Linked DNA regions of Zea mays: region 1 is linked to region 2. Evidence: chromatin contacts called from public Hi-C data. All regions are on one chromosome and are shown on one strand. Each heading gives the region's core, a stretch centred on a gene start, on an enhancer-like site or on the middle of the called end of the contact. The rest is flanking DNA. Distances are from core to core; before and after follow the strand shown. Region 1 holds the start of LOC103653625 (zinc finger transcription factor YY1). Region 2 holds the start of LOC100191591.

Region 1 (5,426 bases), core at 870-3,369, 750 kb after region 2:
TTATTTATTTTTGAAATACAAAAATAATGTCCATATCCAAAATATTGTTACATGGCTGATCTATAATTAAACATATACATAAGGAATCTCTTTTTAATAGTTTCTGAACTGGATATTTCGGAATTAGCTTTACACAAGCACATGGGCTAAAACGCAAAAAAATCACCTTCTACCTCAGGCTGGCTCGTGTGCACAGGGAAGAGCTCGGCGAGGGGGAGTGGTCGACCGAGCAAGGGGCAGTGGGGGAATCACCGGGGTCACGACGTTGTGGCTCAGGTGGGCTCGACGGCGTGGGAGCGGACGACGAGGAGCGCAGAGCTCCAGAGAACGGCGAACGACGGCGCGAGAGAGAAGGGGAGAGGCTCGGCGCGATTGGAGAGGAGAGCGCGGGTAGGGGAGGAAGAGAGAAGGGACTCAGCCTCGGCTTTATAGAGAGGAAGAGGGAGAGCTCGGGAGGGCGAGAGAACGGCCGCGACGCCATCAAAACGCCATTAATGGCGTTGGCCATAACCATGGCCGTTACCGGCCCGGAGAAGAGGGGACTGGGGAGGAGAGGGAGAGGAGCCGGCCGTTTCCGGCTCGGAGGGAGTTGAGAGGGCGCAGACGGGTCGACGCGTCCGGGCGGGGTTGGGCGCGCGCGCCCGTGCGGCGGCTGGAGGAAGGAGGAGACCCGTGGGGGGTGTCGGTGAGGGTGGGGAGGGGAAAGGTGGCGCGGCGGCTGGGCCGCAGATGGGCCAAATTCGGCCGGTTTAGATTAGGGTTTCCTTTTTTTCTTTTATCCTTATTTCTCTAAAATATAATGAAATATATTTTTAAATATCTCTAAAACTTCATAATAATTATACCAACATTATTTATCATTAAAGAATTTATTTTTGGACCAGAATGTGTATATATATTAATTAATAAGGTTTTCAATATAAAAGAAATTCCCAAAAAACAACCATAAATCAAATATGAGTAAACAACAATTATTCTAAATGCAAATAAGATCAAACACTTGAAATAATTACCACTAAAGTTTAAATGCATTATTTTAAGTTGATGGTTTTGAGGTGTTACAGTAATGCAGTTCAACTGGCATTCCATAGCGGTTGAACCGGCCTTGCCGGTTGAAATGGTTGTTCTCAAAAAAGTTGGAAGTTTTTGTTAGAATTTTCAGGTGTAGCCTATTCACCTCCTCTAGGCTACTTTCACATTGGCCTGAGCATAATATGAAGAAGAATTGAGTAGTTTGATCTTATACAATTAAGAAAACTCACATACCTCTTTTCACATGAAAGAAGTCTCTTGATATGTAGTCAAAGTCTAAGGAATGTCGAATCTATGAATAATATGCTCAGTCACAAACTCAATTACATCCCCGAGTGTAATATTTTTCGGTGCAACGACTTCTGTCCACTTGGTGAAGTAGTATGTTGCGACTAGCATAAACCAATGTCCCTTCGACGATAAATGATGAATTTCTCTTACAAAGTCCAAACTCTATCATCCTAAAGGGCCAATGTTTGATAATATGATGTAGTTCAGCGGTAGTCACCAATTGTAGATTACCAAACTTTTAACATTTTTGACAACTTTTGTAGTACTTAAAACAATCGGTTATTATACCATGCTAATAAAAACTATATCTTCACAAAAACCAATTCATTTTTAGAGCTGATTAATGGGTACCACAAATGACTTCATGCACTTCAACCATAACTAATGTAGCATCATTAGAGGCCAGACACTTAAGCAAAACATCATCAAGAATTCAGCGATAAAATTTATCATCGAGGAGAACATACTTAAAAACAATACACTGAATATTTATGTTTGTCCTAACATTTGGGTCATGCAGATATGCAACTAAAAACGTTCTCCAATCAATTGTATCGGCACATTATTAACCGAATCAACTAAGACGATGCTTCTGTTGACATTGGACGGTCCGAGATCTTGATCGGACGGTCTGACAATAGCACGGTGTCTTCACCCAGATGGTCCGGAGGGCAAAATTTATGTTGCTACTTGCAGATGAGAATAATGTCGTTGTTCTGTGTTTTTTTTTTGTAAAATTTGTGTTGTTTAAGGCCCATTTGCTTTTTGACCCCTTAGATCTCCCCACTCTTTCAGCAGTTGACGGCATCCCCCATTGTTGCGCACCACGGAAGACGAAGGGCGGCAGCGCACGCCCTGAAAAAGGCAGAAGAAACGCGGTGCCTCGAGCCATCAGATGGCCCACCCCACCCCACCCCACCGTGTTGAGCTTGGAGTCGGACGGCGCTTGAGAGTCGCCGGGTCGGGCATGGCATCCATAGGCATACATCTCCTCGCGGAGCCTGGGGTGGGGCGGTCACCACCATGCCTAATCCTATCGCACCAAGGAGTCTGTCTCGTGCTCCTCGTAGTCTTCCTACCCACCCCTCCACCCCCCCCCCCCCCCCCCCCCCCCCCCCCCCCCTTTGCCCCCAATCCCTAGCCCTGCCCCTCTCCTCCAGCGCCGCGCGCCGGCTCTATGCGCCCGCCGCCCCCGGAGATGCATATCACACGCCGCCGTTACCGCTGGGTGAAGGAGTGGTTAGTTGCTCGCCTGCCGTCCGATGGCTCGCACAGTCTCCCTCCTCCCTCGATTTCCATCTGATCTGTTGCCTCTTTAGGGTCCCGCAAGATCTGGTCGTCACCGGAGGCCCCTGCACGCTCTACAAGTGGGTGCGAGGTAGATTGCGCCCGCTGATTGCTTGCTGCTGCTGCTGCTGTCAAACCGCAGCCTTTTATTCTATGACTGTACTGTCATGTCATCGTCATGTTTTGCACTGATGATAATTGCCCTGTCTGGTACTTCACCAGTGATTCATCCGTATCCACGCGAATTTCCAATTCTTTAAAGACAGGTGGAGCAAGCAAGGTCTTTTCATGTTTCTTATACTGGTTGCATCACATATTTCTAATTTGTAATACTTCAGCACACGAAGGGATGGTTGTTTAGTTCCACCCAGAAAAATTGAGATTTCAGTAGAGCAGTACATATATGCTTGTTAGTCTCCAAGTAAGAGTGGTCAGTTCAGTTCAAACTAGAGGAAAAACTTAGTACATTCTCTTTGGGGGTTGCCACCAGCATACCAATGTGTTCTTTTAATTGCCGACATGTCCTGACTGATTTGGACAATGTAATGAACACTGCCAACTTATTTATGAAGATTATGAAGTTCTCACACAATGCCAACAAGGGCACACAGGAAGATGGAATTCTTTGTTATATATTCTGATTGTTTCATGGCTGTTAATAACTATAGGGTAGTGAATTGTTTCTTCTATGATATAACCTTTTCATTCCGCTGTTAATATTATTATTGGATTTATTTACAGAGGATAGACTGGCAGCTTTGAAGGCTAAGGATAAGGAGCAGGGGGCAGCATCTGCAATGCCTGAACCAAACTCTGAGGTTCTCTTCCTGTGCAGCTACGAAGGATGTGGGAAGACATTTTTTGATGTAGGGGCTCTTAAGAAGCACGCTCATGTCCATGGGGAGAGGCAATATATCTGCCACTATGAGAACTGTGGCAAGGTACTGTTTACCCTTCCTTTTCACATCCCAGAGTAATCTTCAGTCTGCAAAGGCATGGTCCCATTTCAGTTGCTTGACTAATCTTTTTTCGGGTAAATTTGATTTTGCAGAAATTCTTAGATAGCTCTAAGTTGAAGAGACATTTTCTTATCCATACTGGAGAGAAGAATTTTGTGTGCCCACATGAAGGTTGTGGGAGGGTAATCTCACTGTCTGCTCCATTGTGTTTGCTATTCATTTCCTGACGTTTGTTATGATCATGTGGTGATTTGTACTTTTCTCATTCGTAGCATGTTACTAAAAATGCTTGATCGTGAAGTAGAAATTTGTACTGGATATAGAAATGTTTGTTGCTTGGTTTCTTTTCTGGTGCAACCATGTTCTAAAGCTTTGATCATTTCATTCTGTTCCATTTGCTGTGTTAAGATTTAGTCATGGTCATTTTAATGCATTATTTCATACTCCATATTCCACAAAGTTTTTAACATACATACAAACGAGAAAGATAACGTTTAAACAATGGTTGTACTCATAATAGTTGTTTTGCAACTATCCGGGAGGGGTTACATAGGAACTACCCTTGTGCAAACAGCCTAAAATGCTTAAATAATGCCTCTTTGTTGTCGGGGAAAGGGAAAATCTCAAGCAGAGTGGTGCCAACAAGATGCTCTTTGTTGGTGGTAGGGTATCATTCGCAAGGTTCACTTGAAGCTTTCTAGGATGCATGAAAGCAAGGGATGGATAGGATATGTCATATTTCTAATTGGTTAATTAAATGTGGCTTTTGGCATTTGTTATTATTAGTATATTATCTGGCAATATGTGTTATTAAATATTAATGTCATGTGCCGGATTATTGCAGGCATTTTCGTTGGATTTTAATTTAAAGGCACACATGAAAACACATTCTGCAGATAACTATCATGTGTGCCAGTACCCAGAATGTGGCCGAAGATTTACACAAGAATCAAAACTGAGAGCTCATATCAGGGCACAACATGAGAAAGTAAGATCTCTTACTAGCTACTGCTTGTGAATTTCAGCTTGTGAAAGAATTTTGTAACGAGACAAATATAGGCTGTTGGCTTGCAGAATCCAGGTGCGTCATCAATGAACCACAGTGCAATTGGAGGTCCGCACCAGCCCCCTAGGCCAGCGAAGGTCTCAGCAGCACCTCCAGCTCCCTCAGCTGAGCGCCCTTACGTCTGCCCCTACGATGGTTGTGACAAGGCATACATCCATGAGTACAAGTTGAACCTCCATCTGAAAAAAGAGCATCCCAACCACTACCAGGATGGTGGTCCAAATGGTGCTGCCGCCCCTTCAAAGCGCAGCATCTCGAAGAGTTCCCACAGGAGCAAGCTGGACATCACCTCTAGGATGCCACCGGCCAACATCCCCAAGCACAGAGGGTATGCAACACCATTGCCAGCTGTGGTGAGCCTCCCTGAGGAGCAGCAGTTGCTAAGGAAAGTGGTGTACGAGGATGACAGCGAGGAGACTGAAGAAGAGGGGGATAACAATGGCGAGGACAGATGGAACTACAAGAGAGCTGCTAGCAGCGACGACGAGGAAACCGAAGACGAAGAATGAGCTGCTAGCAGGGATTCATTTTTTTTTCTTCTGTAGCTGTGCATATACCATAATCTATAGACTGGTGGTTATAGATTTCAATACATGTACATTTTTAAAATACGGCTGGCCTATAGTAGACAAGAGGTTGTTGCTGCCATGCCCCTTCTCAACTACACAGGCCATGAGTTCAGAAAGGATAATGGATCATTGCTCCCGTCTGCCTGTGTTTGTGCCTTTTGGTTTGTTGTCATAAATGAGTTCTCAGTTATCGTAGCCCTGATTGAGTGGATGTCAACAGAT
Region 2 (5,135 bases), core at 899-3,398:
GGTGATATTTTAAATTGAAAATTACTAACTTTAGTTAATTTTTAGGAACTCTAATATAATACATTTTAGAGGGAAATAGCAGCAACACCAAGTTTAAATCATTAAAGTATGATGAAGGCTAATCCACAACATGTCATTACTTTATTGGACAACTGAAAGTACAAGGTCCACTACACAGAACAAACAAACAGCAACCTGAAATAGCCATAAAATAGTGTTTTCACAATGTTAGATTTTAGACATATCCAATGGTTATTTATATTCTTCTCCTTAATATTATGATGCACAGCTCTACTGCAAGTTTGAGAGAGAAAAATGGTTATTTGTATCGTACGTTAGGAGCACGGGACACTGGAGGCATGCATATTAAACCTTACGTTTCAGAAATCTCACTAGAGCACCACATGTAAACTATCATAACACTACTTTGGAGATAAATGGGAGATCCTAAATCCACAAATTTCATCAGTGATGCTCCAGATACTCATTCTGTAATAGACATTGAAATAGTAACGCATAGGTATGATCATACTGAATGGTCAGAGCTTACCATTCTGCGATCTATCATACAGCAACCATCAGCACACAACAATGTCGGGAAGGTATCAAACCCCTCAGATAAGCACAGGCTGAGTATGAGCCTCATCCCTTTCTGGCACTCCGGTGTCTCTGCCAGCGTCAAATCGCCAGTACTTTTTGTGTAGGCCCGGAGGAGTATAATCCACCAGAACCCAGAATCCACAGGTGCAACCCTCCCAATGGCGCTCTCTCCAAAATCAGCATGTAGGGTCTCGACCCCCTTCTTGGCGTCATGCATCACCTTGAAGCTAGCCGGCATGGCTCCCTCCCCAAGCTTGAACCGGTCGACTTTCTTCTCCCAGCCCTGCAGCAGCAGGGTCTTGAGAAGGAAGTTCTTGACAATATCTGGCTCGCCATTCATCAGAAACGCCAGTGCACTCGGCACGAAATCCCTCACAAACACCTGCCCACCAAGGTACCCTGAATAAGATATATGTACTCCTACGAGCTTCGAATGACAAGCTTGGAATCAAATAATTTTCAACTTGTGTCAACAACAGTGGTGGATCTAAGATTTTTATCTAAGGGTATGCCACCAAAAATGATTATACAATTCGATAGAACCATTTTTCAATTTGGTAGTAACAGTTGTAGAATTACAATGTAATTTGATATACATGCACTGGATAACAAGATACTCCTAAATTTTAAATTCGAAGGCATAAATTACAATATAAATACTTCAAACGCCTGTCAGTTAAAATTTAGACATAAAAGAGCATAAGAGACTTACAATACTACCTAAATGACTTTTTTTAACTGATACTTTCTAAGCGATATGAATGTGTCGAATATACATTTATACCATTTTCTAAGCGATATGAATGTCTATTACAAGTAATAATCAATTTTTCACAAGAGGGAGCTATAAAATGGAGTGACAGCCCACTTGGTCGTAGTTGAGGACTTCCTCGGACGCGTGGTCGACGGCGGCAACGGTGCCAAGGGGCTGGCCGCGAAAGAAGACGAGGGAGCGGCGGAGCGCCTCCCAGGCGTCGCCGACGATAGGGTGGGGCTCGAAGGAGTGCAGCGCGGAGGAGGCCGGCGTGCCGACGAGGGAGCGCAGGCCGCCCCCAGGCGAGTACATGCCGTCGAAGCCACCCCTGCCGTATCCGCCGGAGTGCGAGACGTCGCTGAGAGAGTGGTCGTCGAAGGAGCGCTGGCGCTCGACGTTGATCCGCGGCTTACTGAGCAGCCGCGTGAGCTCAAAGTCATCCGACTCCGACAGCGAGGTGTGCGACGCCGACCGCCGCATCCCGCCGCCAACCGCCAGCTCCATGGCGTCCGGGGTCTTCTTCCCTCTCCTCCTCGCCCCTTGGGTCAAACCAAACCTGCGCCCGGCTCCGCCTCCGAGCCCCCACCCAGATCTGGCCCGAGCGCCGGCGAGCGAGAGATCTGGGCGCTGGCACGACAAGGAAGGAAGGGGGCAGGCGCGAGCAAGACACGGCCGCGCGAATCTCTATGCGAGTAGCGACGACGGCAGGGTGGGGACGTGGAAGGAGGGGGCAAAAAAAAGATTAGCTTGTTGCGGAGACGTACTTATACTCTTATAGTAAACCGAGATGAGGCCTCGCCGGCGGCGGAGCCGTGCGGCACCACGGAGTCTTATAGCGAGCAATGGTGGATTGGTGGGTCAAGGGGGCCCTCGCGTGGATGAAGGTGGTTGCCCGGCAGCTTCGTTCCTGGGGGTGCGGGATTTTGGTGGGTCGAAGCAAACAGCTAGAGCGGGTGTGCAGGTGCAGCTGTGTTGCACGTGGGGTTGGTGGAGGGTGGGGAGGACGCGGCGCCGACGTGGCACGGTGATCGCGGTCGAGTGGCTGCCTGCTGCCCTGCTCCCACGGGGGAGGACGGGCAGGGCGTCGGGCAACGGTGCCGAGATGCCCGGCGATTTGGGGGAAGCTGGCGGGGTCGCGCGGCAGCCGTAGGCCGGAGCTCGTAGGATCTGCTTGGCTCATTTTTGTCTAGGATTTAATCCTGTGGATATGCTTAAGCTTAACTACGGAGTGTGTTTTGTATCGTTTCCTTATGGGGTAGGACCGTAGGATACTGATCATCGTTGAATCTCTCATTTAGGTCTTATTCAGTTAAGGTGGATGAAAAGAGATAAGATAGAATTAAAGACTTTGTTTGGTTCACTATCTAATTTGCCACACTTTACCTAACTTTTCTGTTTAAGATTAGGGTTGTTTAGTTTGTGACTAAATGTGTCACACTTAGCCTAATGTTAGTCGTTCGAATTGAAAACTAACCTTAGACAGAAAAGTTAGGCAAAGTATGACAAGTTAGGCATCGAACCAAACAGGCCCTAGCTTTTTAATTCGAACGACTAACCTTAGTTAAAGTGTAGCGTAGGTAACCACGAACCAAACAGACCCTAAATCCTCTTTAAGGATGCGCTTGATTAGAGAGTCAACTAGAATGGAGCAATTCCATTCCAGTTTTTCTAAAATAGTGTCGTTCTATTTCGCATTTGGCAAACAGAACAGAGTTGCTCCATTTTTGTTTGGTTGAAGAGTATAATAGAGTGAAGCCGCTCCGTTCTCTGTTTGATTGGAGATCCATATGAGTGTAGAGAGTAGTAGAGGGATAAGAGCACTCGCATTCAATTTTTTTGGAGTGAGAGAATTCCAACTATTTATGATAAATTTTCATATGGAAGTTTCGGGATATTCCATTTTCTCCACTCCGCGACCAAACACACCCTAAGGCTAGTTCTTGAACTCTATTTCTCTAAGAGCTAGTTTGGGAACTCTATTTTTTCAAAGGATTTCTATTTTACCAATGTAAATTGAACTAATTTTCCTCGAAAAATGAAAATCCCTTAAAAAAATGGGGTTACCAAACTAGCCCTAAGAGATTTCTATTTTCACAAGAGAAATTAGTTTATTTTCTATTAGAAAAATAGTAATCTCTTTGAAAAATGGAGTTACTAAACTAGCCTGGTGTGGTATGTTAAAAAGGGGTGCAGGAGGTGGGGTTTGAACCCACACCTTTGATGGAAGAAGGGTGAAAGACAATAGGTGAATCTATCTAACCAGGAGAACATCATGCTGAAGTGTTTATAATATTGAATACAAATTGTACATATGTATATATGATTTTTAAAAAAAATCGTGTCGGGCCGGGCCAGCACTATGGGCCGAGGCTACGGCCCAAGCACCACACGACGCTCGTGTCGGATTGGCCCAGGGACTACTAAATGGGTTGTGCCTCGGGCCGGCTCACCAGACACGGCCCATTTGGCCATTTATACCTCCGCATGATAATGATGGTCTTCGCCTCAGTTGTCACCACCTCGTTCGACATTCTACTTCTTCTCTCTCTCCCCTCATGTCTCCACCTCCGCGCCACCCCATTCTCGACAGAGGGCGTAGGAGCATGCGCCTGCTCCCAGTATTCATTCGACACCAGCCCCGACACCGCACAGTGGCTATTGCACGTCCACGAGGATATTTCACATCATGCGTGCACCATCGTTTTCCCCGTCGTCGGACGTCCCGTTCGTCTTCCCTGTCTTCGCCCTATTCTTCCACCCCAACCTGCTACCCCCGCCCACGATCGCAGCCATGAGCCGACCGACGCTCGTCGACGCGGGTACGGGGCGAGTTGGTCATGATCCTGGCCTTTCTCCGTGTGTGACGTCAAGGAGGACATGGTGGCGCCTACCACGCTTAGGTTATCTTAGCGATGAGGAGTCCAGGTCTGAGATATTGGATAACTAAGACCCGTAGCGTGATAGCAGTCGACATATGCTATGGAGTTGGTGGTGGTGTTGTGTCGCTTCGGCGGGTCCAGTGCTGTGAAGACACTCGTATCCTATCGCCCTTCTCGGACTGACGCCCGGTGCGGGTGGCTCTTGGTTTGGAGCTGCTCCGGCTGTGCTTCTTTCTCCGCTTGCGTGCTCTATCTATATATGTCGGGGACCATAATTAGGGGTACCCCCAAGACTCCTAATCTCAGCTGGTAACCCCCATCAGCACAAAGCTGCAAAGGCTTGATGGGTGCGATTTAGTCAAGGCTCGGTCCACTCAAGGGACACGATCTCGCCTCGCCCGAGCCCAGCCTCGGGCAAGGGCAGCCGACCCCGGAGGATTTACGTCTCGCCCGAGGACCCCCTCTAGCAACGGACACACCTTCGGTTCGCCCGAGGCCCAGTCTTCGCCAAGAAGCAACCTTGGCCAAGTCGCCACGCCGACCGACCGTATCGCAGGAGCATTTAATGCAAAGGTGGCCTGACACCTTATCCTGACGCGCGCCCTTCAGTCGACAGAGCCGAAGTAACCGCAGTCACTTCGCCGCTCCACTAACCAGCCTGACAAGAGGACAACGCCGCCTGCGCCGCTCCGACTGCTGTGCCACTCGACAGAGTGAGGCTGACAGCAGCCAAGTCCGGCCTAAGGCGCCATAGGAAACTCCGCATCGCCTGACCCTAGGGCTTGGACTCGGGCTCAGCCCCGGAAGACGACGAACTCCGCATCGCCCGACCCCAGGGCTCGGACTCGGGCTCAGCCCCGGAAGACGACGAACTCCGCATCGCCCGACCCCAGTGCTCGGAC

Evidence for each region. A called contact is a pair of places that touch in the nucleus more often than the background predicts.
Region 1: a Hi-C map of ear shows a contact between it and region 2, with 2.7 times the contacts expected there. The contact joins the promoter of LOC103653625 here to the promoter of LOC100191591 in region 2. A contact is called at or near these places in 2 of 25 Hi-C or Micro-C datasets (ear and leaf).

Annotation. Positions count from the first base shown.
Region 1 is chr4:120,184,991-120,190,416 of Zm-B73-REFERENCE-NAM-5.0, forward strand. It overlaps LOC103653625 (zinc finger transcription factor YY1), which reads left to right and starts at 2,120. Exons shown (of 6, transcript XM_008680469.4): 1 at 2,120-2,562; 2 at 2,643-2,701; 3 at 3,352-3,551; 4 at 3,662-3,751; 5 at 4,414-4,557; 6 at 4,629-5,399. The coding sequence starts at 2,501. The coding sequence ends at 5,144.
Region 2 is chr4:119,432,917-119,438,051 of Zm-B73-REFERENCE-NAM-5.0, forward strand. It overlaps LOC100191591, which reads right to left and starts at 2,149. Exons shown (of 4, transcript NM_001137021.1): 1 at 1,469-2,149; 2 at 551-982. The coding sequence starts at 1,858.